2 separate regions of the Sus scrofa genome follow, and region 2 is linked to region 1. The links are chromatin contacts, called in public Hi-C maps. All regions are on one chromosome and are shown on one strand. Each heading gives the region's core, a stretch centred on a gene start, on an enhancer-like site or on the middle of the called end of the contact. The rest is flanking DNA. Distances are from core to core; before and after follow the strand shown.

Region 1 (5,539 bases), core at 1,743-4,242:
GAGTCTGGACACGATGCCCCTGCCTTGAAGTAAGAGAAATAAAGAGAAGTGCTTTGTTCTCACTGTAGCTGGTAATTGTCTGGATCTCCTTTCACGCGGGGTGGTAAGGACCTGATAGAGAAACAGGTTTTTAAAGGTTTAAATAAATTGAAGGATGTCAGACTGCGTTCAGCGCCAACCCTGCCATTTATTAGGTCACGTGATCTTTCCATATCAGGGCCTCAGTTTCCTCAGCTGTAAAATGGGAGCACATAAGAACTGCCCGTGGAGAACAGCAGTAAGGGAAAAGTGTGATGATGAATGGGAACGTGGCTGGGCTCTCCAGGGAGGAAGCCTCTGGACTACAAGCACCTGGAGGAGTAGGTCTTTTTAGGGCTGCACCCTTGACATATGGAAATTCCCAGTCTAGGGGTTGAATTGGAGCTGCAGCTGCCAGCCACAGCCACAGCAATGCCAGATCCTTAACCCACTGAGCAAGGCCAGGGATCAAACCCAAGTCTTCATGGATACTAGGCGGGTTCTAAACCCTCTGAGCCACAATAGGAACTTGGAGGAGTAGGTCTTATTTCATCAAAGACAGAAGTCCTGGCCTTTAGAGCTCCCACTGCCGGACATCCTATGCAGGGCCAAGAGGCCTGACACCAGAGCCCTCTGCTCCAGGGCCTTAGATGCTGGGGGCTGCCCACCCAGCGACCAAAGGAGGTAGTCAACGCTGCCAAAGCTAAAAGGCAAATCCTAGACTCAGTGCCTCTTCCCCAGCCTGCCTGGCCCACTTTGGATCCTGGAGCCCTGCTGAGCTTCTGTGCAGCCCACTCGCGACAAGTCCCCCTTCCCAGCCGCCCCATCTCATCACAGCTCTGGGCTGCCCTCTGGCTTCACTCTCAGAGATCGGACTGTAGAGGTGACACCTCATCTGGGGCCCTTTGTAGGTCGTCCGGAGGCTGGTGAAGGCCAGGTGGCCCAGCTGGAGTAGCAGAGGGGGTGGGGAGCCTGTCATGGGCTGCCCCAGGGAGGGACTGGCTTCCATGAGCCACCCAGGGCTCACCCGGAGACCAGCGGAGGGGGCGAGGTTTCCAGGTGCCAAGCCCGCTTCCTTTTCCTCTGTGCAAATCCCTGCCCCACGTCAGGGGCTTGGACGCACAGGCCGAATGGGCGCCATACCTTCTTCTGTTTGGTTGGCTTGGGGTGGGAAAGAGGAACGCTGCACCCTTGACAGCGTCCAAGGCTGGCATTTGAGATTCGGCCACTAGAGGGCGCTCCAGGACAAGCACTGAGCAGCCCTCCCGCGCTGAAATGTTTAGAGAGGAAATCGTTCAGTCCGTTTATTCATTCAACATACATCTACTGAACAATTACTCTGCATCAAACACAGAAGTGCTATGAACGACAAAAGGATTGAGATGTGACTCCTGCCCTCAAAGACAGGGTCATCTCATCAGAAAGTCCTAAACAAAAAATAACATATCCGTATTTGTTTACTGGTAACTTCTACTTGTTAAGTGTTGATTAAAACCTCACACGCTGTTCCTTCTGCCTATAATGCTCTCCCTTACAGCCACAGGCCTTCCTGCCTCTCGCATGTTTTTGCTCAAAGGTCACCTCCTCCTGGAGCCTTCCCTTCCCACCTGGCTTTAGAGCACAGCCGGCTCCCACAGCAGTCTCGTGTCATCCCGCCCGTCTCTCTCCCATGGCACTGAACACCATCCAACAGGCTGCACTGTTCACACTTCTTGTCTGCCAGGTCTGTGAGCCCCACAGCTCCGTGAGGATAGAGGTTCCTCGTGCTGCATTCACAGTGGGACACGGTGCATAGAGCAGAGCTTCACACCCAGGAGGTACTCAAAACACATGTACATGAAAAAAAGTATACATAAAACGTATATAGGAGTTCCCAACGTGGCTCAGTGGAAACAAACCCGATTAGCATCCATGAGGATGTGGGTTCGATCCCTGGCCCCTCTCAGTGGGTTAAGGATCTGGCATTGCTGTGGCTATGGTGTAGGTCAGCAGCTTTGGCCCCTAGCCTAGGAACTTCCATATGCTGCAAGTTCGACCCTGAAAAAACTAAGCAAAACAAAAAAATATTTGTGTGTATTATATGTCTACTGTGGCATATGGAAGGTCCCTGGCCAGGGGTCAGATCAGAGCTGCAGCTTCAGCCTACGCCCCTCCATAGAAACACAGGATCCTTAGCCGGCTGAGCGAGGCCAGGGATCAAACCCATGTCCTCACAGACACAACGTCGGTTCTTTAACCTGCTGAGCCACAAGAGAGACTCCAAAACATATTTTTTAATAAACAAAACAGATGACAATTCTTAGTAGCCTGAAGGAAACTAAGCAGCCAGGGGTCAGCCATGGGCATTCCTGCGGTTTAGAGGGTTTGGGTGAAGTGGCATCCCGTGCAGTGCGGGCGGCTTCTCAGAGGGGGATGTGTAAGCTGGCCTTGAAGGATGAAGCGCAGTTCACAGGTGACAGCAAGGAGAAAGGGACATCGGGCAAAGGGAACAGCATGGGTTGGTGGTGGGTGTGGCCTTGGCAGAAGGACCCACCAGATGTTTCTTCAGGCCTCAGCAGGAAGGTGTTGCACCCCCTGGCCGGTGGGGGCTCCAGCCCAGCCAGGGCTACTGGGCAGTGTCCTGGCTGTGTTTCTCTGCCTGCTCCAGGCTCTCCTTCACCCCACCGTCCTGCAGCCTGCTGCTTCCTGCCCGGGTGTGCCTTTGGCTCGCCCCTCCTGCTGTCTAGGGCTTCTTGCCAGGGCAACCTCCACGGCTCCCGGGATAGAGCTCTCCTTCCTTCTGCGGCTGCAAGCAAGAAACAAACTGCACAGCTCAGACAACAATCCATCATTTTGTCATAACATTTCCATTTCAAAGACTTCCTTTCCAAGCGCCTCTCTGGCCAAAGCTTCCTCTCATTCGCATGAGAAGAACTGGCAGGAAAATGAGTGACAGGGAGGGGAGAGGAGCTGGAAACAGGGCCTGAGGCCTCTCTGGGCCAGACCAGGGCACACCCTGGGGCAGAGGCAGGCAGGGCCTGGAGACTGTGGGTGTGCGGGTGTTTACCCTGGCGTCTTCGTGAGCTCCTGTTTCTCCACACTTAGGATTCACGCCACACAGTCAGAGACATGCCTGCTCATATCGAAAGGCCTAAGCCTTTCTGGGCCTCCACAGTGTGCCAGCAAGTTCCCTGGGCACTGAGGGTTCAGAGAGGAAAGATGCTGTGCTGTCCATTCGGGGACTTGAGCAGAGAGACCTACGTGTAATGGAATCGCAAAGGCTACGTAAACGCTGTCGTGAAGGTCCCTGCCTGCCTGGCACTTAGGAAGCTGGGAGGTGGCAGTCTGGTGCGGTGGGGGGTGTCACGTTAGGGAGAGGAGCAGTTCACAGGCTGGAGAGAGCGGACAGGAGAAAGCAAGCAAAGGGAATGGCATGAACAAGTGCCCAGAGGCCAGCCTTGCAGGGTATGGGGTGTGGCCCTGGCAGCAGACAGGCAGCAGCAGGTGCATGGGGTTGGACATGAATGGCCACCGAGCTTCCTCAGCTGCCCCTCCTGGCCCTGGTTCTGGTCAGCAGGCAGCACTGGGGGGAGATACCAACCCTGCAGGGTCCCTCCCAGCATCTTAGCTCCTCACTGACCTCCAGGTTGGCTCTTGACAAGCACATGGCAGATGCCCCATCCAAGGCCCCTTTGTCACCTTGCAGACCCCCAGGGAGCCGGGACTGAAGCAGAGCCCATATGGGCCTCCTGGCAGAAACTTAAAACCCTGCAGGCAGCTCAGCCCCTTCTTCCCCTTTAGGGTCCTCCCAGGCTCACAGTGGGAGGGAGAAGGATACAGAGCAGGCCTGAGTGTGCAGTGAGGGCAGGTGGTTAGAAAGATGGAGAAGAAAGAAGGGATCAGCATCAAGAGGTATAAGGATGAGTGAGCCATTCATTCATTCACTCATTCATTCAGCAATACATGAGGGGGTATTCCATGAGCCAGGCCGCCAAACCATCAAAGGCAGGTGCACAGTGTCTGTCCTTGGGGAGCCCCGGTCCATAAAATAAAAATACCAAGCGTACCCTAGGGAAAGTGCTGGGCCCAGCAGAGGCCACAAGAGGGCACCAAACCCAGCCTGGCCAGGAGCATCCTGACCAGATCAGGACTCAAAGGAGATTCGAAGGACAATGAAAGGTTGGGCAAAAGGGTGGGAGCGTGGAGAACATTCCAAGCGGAGACTTCTGTGCAGCCAGGAGAAATCCCAGGAGTAGACTGAGGCTGGCAAGGCCCGTCAGCCCCAGGAAGGCGCTGTTTCACCCATCTGTCACCACCCTCTTGGGAGAGAGGCACCACGCAGGCTGGGAGGTGGAGGGAGGTTGCTGTGGGGGACCATTTGGTCCAAGCTTCTCACTTACAAAAGTCATCCTATCAATGCAAATATGACGATTAAAAACTTTCTCCATGATCTCCAGTTGAGGTTTGGATGTTTAAAATACCATTTAGGTGTAATCCATTGAAATATAACAGTTTTTGTGAGCGTGTTCAGCTTTTTTTTTTTTTCTTTTAATCTACAAAAAGCCTAAAAATAATGACAGTGGCCCAGTTCTGTCTTATTCCTGGCAAACAGGCAGTATTGGTCTTAGGGAAGATAAGTGAGGCTTCAAGAAGCCACCTAATGCCAGGACTTACTCCCTGGCATCATGCTTGTCTCCCTGACCGCGGAAACCTCAAACTCCAAGGCTGCCCTCCGTCGTCCAAGTCCTGGGACATTCTCCCTCCTCCTCTGCCCCAGGCCACCCCAGACCCCTCACCTCCCCCTGGATGCTGCCTGAGGCCGCCCCCCTCCACGTCATCTCCCACCCCACAGCCCTGCCCCTTCCCTGCCGGGGACCACTGTGCACCGCCAAAGACCCAGAAAGCCCCTGCCACAGCCTCTTCACTGCCCTGAGTCCCTCAGCTCGTTTGTCCTTGGGCACAGCTGGGAAAGACCCCAGGAGATGCCCCCGGAAGGGCCTGTCAACAGGACCCCTTCGGCAGCTCCTGGTGGAGAACAGCCACCCCCTCACTCCCTCTCCCCCTCACCCCCTCTGCTCCCACTGATGAAGTGTCACAGGCAAGCCTGCAGCTTCAGGCTCTCAGAGACGTGCCACCTGACTCTGCGGCCCCTCTGCTCGCTGTGGGCGGGGTGACCGGATAGGGCGGGGGCGGGGCTAGGTACTGACCCGGCCCCGCCCCCTCCTAAGGCCTTCGAGAGCTCAGCTCCCATCCAGGCTTAGAGCTCGGTCTGTCTATGGAGGGGCCAGGCTGGCTGTGGTTTAGAAAAGCGAAGCCTAGCCGATTGTACTGTCCCCTGGAGGGGAAAAAAAATGTCAAAAAGAAGGGGTGCAGAGAGAAAGGAAAGAGAGAGCCAACGTGCACGGCTCGCAGCCGAGCACAGTCCAGGGACCCAGCGCTGGGGTCTCCCCAAGAGGCTGATCTGCCTGGACCCCACAGCTCCTCCCAGCAGCGTGGCTGAGAAAAACCTCTTATATACGCCCCTGGGGGTTCATTCTGACCC
Region 2 (5,815 bases), core at 2,672-5,171, 62 kb after region 1:
TTCCCCAGCCCAGCTCTGGGCTCATTCATGGCAGGCCTTCAACCCTGGGCGTTGCGTGACCTACAGGGCCAGCCCTGGCCCAGCAGAGCCCTCTGCACCCAGGGGAGGGAGAGCTTCCAGGAGAGTGTCACTTTTTAAATGGGAACCACCCCCCAGAGGATTCTGCTCCTGACAGGTCAGGGAAGAGGGCTTGGGGTCTCAGGTCTGGTTCACCTCACCTGGCTTTTCCTCTCCCCTTCCCCGGTCAGGACACGCAAGCATGTGCAATCTGTGCCAGACCTTCCTGGGGTTTCCATTTTCCAAGAGCTTGCTTACGGAGAGGCGAGGAAGGGGAGGATAAAGGCATTAAAACTGGAGTTCCCGTCATGGCGCAGCAGAAACGAATCCGACTAGGAAGCATGAGGTTGCAGGTTCGATCCCTGGACTCGCTCAGTGGGTTAAGGATCCGGTGTTGCCGTGAGCTGTGGTGTAGGTTGCAGATGCAGCTCGGATCTGGAGTTGCTGTGCCTGTGGTGTAGGCGGGTAGCAAGAGCTCCAATTAGACCCCTAGCCTGGGAACCTCCATGTGCTGTCGGTGTGGCCCTCAAAAGACAAAAAAAAAAAGTAGTTAAAGCTGAGGACTTCAAGCTCCTTTATGCAATACAGAGTCTTTTTCTCAAAAATACCACCAAGATTCATTAAATCTTAAGGGATTACTACTGGGTTCCACAGTGCTCAGGATGCAGAAATGGAGAAAACACTCTTTCCGTCTTGAAAAGTAAACATATGAAAATTACAATGCAGAGTCCCCTGGTGGCCTGGCAATTAAGGATCCAGCGTTATCACTGCAGCAGCTTGGGTCACTGCTGTGGCAAAGGTATGATCCCTGGCCTGGGAACATCAGCGTGCTGTGGGCATGACCAAGAATAAACACAAAAAAAGAAAAACTTGCAATGCAATGAGGCAATATGGGTACCTTCGGACTTTTCCTGTCACCTCAAAAGTGGTTATCTGCACTCAAAACTAAGCCTAAAGAATCCTCAAATATGCTACAAGCTGAAGAAAGCAGAAAACACTTAGGGGTCAGAGACCTACTCCAACTAACCATGGCCCCAGGCCCCAGCATTTCTCCAGCTTATATAAAACACCTCACTCGCTCTGCCCATCTGGGCAGAGGCAAAACAGCAGCAGGACACAGAAAGACCGGGTGGTGTGGAAGAGCCTGCCTTCCACCTCCAGAGCAACGAGGATGTCTGAGCCGGCCGTCCTCCTCTTCCTCTTTGTTCACTCTCCCTTCAGAGACCTGCCTTAACAGCACCAAAAGATCACCAGCTTTTCTGAGAATCCTATAATCACTGGTCTGGCTTTGAGATAATCAGAGGTAGCCTGAAGCTCCATTACCCAGTGCTGACCAGCAGCCACACACGGCTATTGAGCACTTGAAATATGGCTGGTCTGAAGGGAAACATGCTGTCTGTGTAAAATAAACTCCAGATTTTGAAGACTTAGTCTGCGGGGGGGGGGGGGGAGAATGCAAAAAACAAACAAACAAAACAACAACGACAACAACAACAAAAAAACCTCTGTATTTTTTAAATTGATTACATGGTGAAATGATAGTATTTTGGACACAGTATATGGATACATAAAATATTAAAATTAATTCCACCTGTTTAAGTTTTTTAGTGTGGCTACCAAGACATTTAAAATTACGTTTCTGGAGTTCCCATCGTGGCTCAGTGGTTAATGAATCTGACTAGGAACCATGAAGTTGCGGGTTCGATCCCTGGCCTTGCTCAGTGGGTTAAGGATCCGGCGTTGCCGTGACCTGTGGTGTAGGTTGCAGACGCGGCTTGGATCCCGAGTTGCTGTGGCTCTGGTGCAGGCCAGTGGCTATCGCTCCGATTCGACCCCTAGCCTGGGAACCTCCACATGCCGTGGGAGCAGCCCAAGAAATTGCAAAAAAAATAAATAAATAAAAAATAAATAAAATTACGTTTCTTACCAATGAGATCCTGCTGTGTAGCACTGGGAACTACATATACTCAAATGATGGAGCATGATAATGAGCGAAAATAGAATGTCTACATGTATGTGTAACTGGGTCACCATGCTGTACAGTAGAAAAAAAATTGTATGGTGAAATAACTATTAAAATAATAATAAATAAATAAACAAACAAAATTACGTTTCTATTGGACAGCGCTGCCTCGAAGGTTAAAAAAAGCCAGAGCTGAGAAGCCCTAGACCAGCAGAGCTTTACACCACATGGACCACAAGGGGGCGGTACTGCAGTACCCAGCTGCCTCGGTACTGCAGGACAAGTGGGCGGGCTCCCGACGTTTTTTAATGCTATCTTTTAAGAGTGGTTTTAAACTGCTTTTTCTAAAATTTAAATGTCGCATATTATAGTAACCCCTAAGTTAATATAAATCATTTCTCTAGGCCAGGAGTCTAAAACTCCTGAATTACGACATTCAAGGCTGGAATTTTAAGGAAGCTGAAAGTTTCTCACCATCACAGCTAGGGAATAAAGAGGGACTCTTGAATTCAAGGCAAGAGGAACCGGGAAGCTGTGCCCCAGAACAGAAGTGAAAGCTGAGTAAAGCTGGAAAGTGAATAAAAGCTGGAGGAGAGAGGGCTGGAGAAAAGGGAGGTCGAGGTGTGCTGCCAGGAGGATTACAGGGAGCGGGTAGAGGCTTATGGGGGGATGGGTGAGCCTCTGGGCACACTCCCATTCTCATCAAAATGCTACCAATCTGAGTGTAAACTGGAACCACCTTTCTGGGGGGTAACTTGTAAGTGTATATTAAAAGACTTTAAAACCTTGACCCAATAATTCCATTCTTGTAACTTACTATAAGAAAAAATTTAAACTGCACAAATATTTGGCCATAAGAATATTCATCCAGCATTTGTCACAGCCAAAACCCAAACATAACAACGACAACAACAAAACTATAAGCAACCTAACTGTACATTAATAAGGGGTTGGTTAAGCTATAATATGTAATATTTTCTAAGTATTACAAATGCCGTAAATGAACTTTATGTCAGAAAGACATTTTTGCTAAATTTTGTGAAAAAGATAAGCTACAGAATTGTTTGTACAATATGTGTGTCAACTTAGCTTTAAAAAAGAAAAAACAATAACACAAAGTATACATTTGCAAAGACAACCAACCGGCGGAAAGAATATTCTCCAAGGCCTTATCAGTCATCTCCGGACAAAGACAATGGGTGGGCTTTCTTTCCTTATTTTTACAACTGCTTTTTTTTTTAATTTTTGTCTTTATGTCTTTTCTAGGGCCGCTCCTGCGGCATATGGAGGTTCCCAGGCTAGGGGTCGAATCGGAGCTGTAGTAGCCCGCCTACGCCAGAGCCACCACAGCAACGTGGGATCGAGCCGGGTCTGCGACCTACACCACAGCTCACCGCAACGCCGGATCTTTAACCCACTAAGCAAGCCAGGGATCGAACATACAACCTCATGGTTCCTAGTCGGATTCGTTAGCCACTGAGCCACGACCAGAACTCCCTATAACTGCTTTTGTAATTAACTTTTTTTAAAGGTTACTTTTTAAGTGGTCCTACCCAGTCTTTATTACAATGACACCTTCTTTCTCAAACGTTCCCGAATCCTCTCCAAAGAGGAAGAACCAACGTCTTCGAAAAATCGCAACACTTGCCCCCCTACCCAGCTTGGGGTTTTAATTTTGTTCCGCCTCATCCTCTAGTCCCTTGTCCTTCCTCTCTTTGTCCCTCCAAGCCTGGGGAACCCTTCATCGGAATCCTGTGTCTCTCTTGTCTGTCCCTGCCCTACCACCTGGATGGGACCCCGCGGGGCCGGCCGGATTATTGTAAAACTTCAACCAGACCTGGCCCGACTTCTCGGAGTCGGTGGAATCGAAATCCAAAGGTCTGTACGGCGGAGACAAAGGGACAGGCCAGGAAGCTGGCTCCAAGGGAAGACTACAGACCTCCCTCCCGGGGGTACATCCCGCGCGGTCCCCTCGCGGGTCGCACCCCAGGCAGCAGAACCCCGCCCAGCTCGCGGCGGCAGAGGGCGCGTAATGACATCATCCCGGAGAAAACGCCGAGACTGCGCCACGAAGTTTGTCCCTTTGGAGGCGCCGTCCAGGTCCGCGTCCTGCTCGCATCATGTGACTGACCAAGCGGAGCCGGAGACCAGTTTCCTAGGAGAAGACCCACCGTGGGTGGTGCGCCCGGCGGACGGCGGCGGGATGGAAGCAACCTTGGAGCAGCACTTGGAGGACACGTAAGTAATGTGGCCACGTCGGCCTGTCCTGGGTTCGCGGCGGGCCTGTCCTTGAGCGCAACAGAAGGCGCGAGCTGTGACTGCCCGCTGGGCTTCTTGGGGACGTTCTCTCCCCGGGCCGCCGATGGGAGTGGAGGGTAACCCGGAATTAAATCCCGCCGGTGCTCCGCACACTCCCTCCGGAACAAGTGTCCCGGGTCCGAGCCCAAATCCCGCCTGTCGTGTAGAAATTGTTTGGGCGGGGCCGTTCTTTAGGAGTTTTAGGAACCGAGTTCATTTGGGGGAAGGAGGTACCTACCACCTGTATCTTCAGTGTAAACGTAAACACACACGCGTACCTCCTTCTGGTGTAACCAGTTATTTGGTGCTCAAGAAGATGAAAGACATCCTTTAAATTTTTCGAACAGATAGTGTCTACGTAAAATCCAAAATTAGAAAAGTTTAAGACGGCGTACAGGGAGACACCTCCCTTGCATCAGGGCCGCTCAGCTTCCCACTTCCTCTCCATGGGGCAACCAGTTTTAGTTAGCTTTTCAGCAGTTCTTTCAAGTGAGAGAGTAGGCTAAAATACATATTTTTAACGAGGGCAACAAAATCCTAGCTATTGCAACGTTTGTAGCCCTCCAAAGCTTAGCAGTACCTGGCAGTCTTTTCTCTCATCAGAGAGAAATTAGTTTAACCATCATTAAAGTTAGCTTATTATGATTTAATGTAATTTTTCTTGGAGTAGGGATGAGGGATAAAGAAAAAAGACTAACACTGATTTAAAGCACTTAACAGCAGTGCTGGGTACATAGAAAGCCTGTGTGTGTTATATTTAAATCCATTTTTCCTACATCATTTGCTTCTTTCTTCCTGTGTCCCTGGAATTAGAATGAAGAATCCATCCATTGTTGGAGTCCTGTGCACAGATTCACAAGGACTCAATCTGGGATGTAAGTATCTGACAACAGCCCTTCCAGGGATTGCACAGCACTTGATGTTGACTGGGAGCCTAGGGTGCTTTCTCTAGTTTGCATTTCCTGCCACCCTGCCACTTTTGGGGGACTTTTCTGTAAATAGAGATCATCTCCCAATAGCAAAATTAGAAAACTGAATGTTTTCAGTTGATACTTATAAAGGTGGAGATGTCCCTTGCAGTTCTAGCACTACATAGTTGTTTCTTCTAGAATAGTATTTGAATCATTCTAAACAGAGTCTAGAAAGGACTTCAGATAATGACAGCAGTTACCATTTATTGAATGTATTTTGGGACTGCTAAATTTCCCCAGTAACCCTGCCAGATGGATGGTGTTATTTTTTAGTTCAACTTCACTGAACAGTAAGTAGGCAGTAAAAATGAGGGGTGCAAGCTCAGACACACCTAGGTTCAACCCCCAGCCCTCCCCTGTACTACTAGTGTGAACCTGGACCAAAAAGAACCTTTCCGAATTTCAGTTTCTGTAGTGGGTTGTTGTTTGATAATAATTATTATTATGGAATTGCACTTACTGAGCTCTATGTGCCAGGCACCATTATAAGCACTTTCCACATATCAAGTCATTTAATCCTTGTAAC

What was found. A called contact is a pair of places that touch in the nucleus more often than the background predicts.
Region 2: a Hi-C map of fetal skeletal muscle shows a contact between it and region 1, with 1.6 times the contacts expected there. The contact joins the promoter of LAMTOR5 here to the enhancer-like site in region 1. A contact is called at or near these places in 5 of 47 Hi-C or Micro-C datasets (adipocytes, embryonic fibroblasts, fetal skeletal muscle and 1 more).

What each region holds. Positions count from the first base shown.
Region 1 is chr4:109,657,454-109,662,992 of Sscrofa11.1, forward strand. No RefSeq gene overlaps it. Among named protein-coding and RNA genes, the nearest start is that of KCNA10, 14 kb to the left of the region's middle. Within about 2 kb of position 2,993, at least 7 of the 83 cell types and tissues checked have an H3K27ac peak or open chromatin away from gene starts, as enhancers often do. A contact at or near this core is called in fetal skeletal muscle, where this site is marked.
Region 2 is chr4:109,718,743-109,724,557 of Sscrofa11.1, forward strand. It overlaps LAMTOR5 (ragulator complex protein LAMTOR5), which reads left to right and starts at 3,922. Exons shown (of 4, transcript XM_013997277.2): 1 at 3,922-4,258; 2 at 5,132-5,193. The coding sequence starts at 4,053.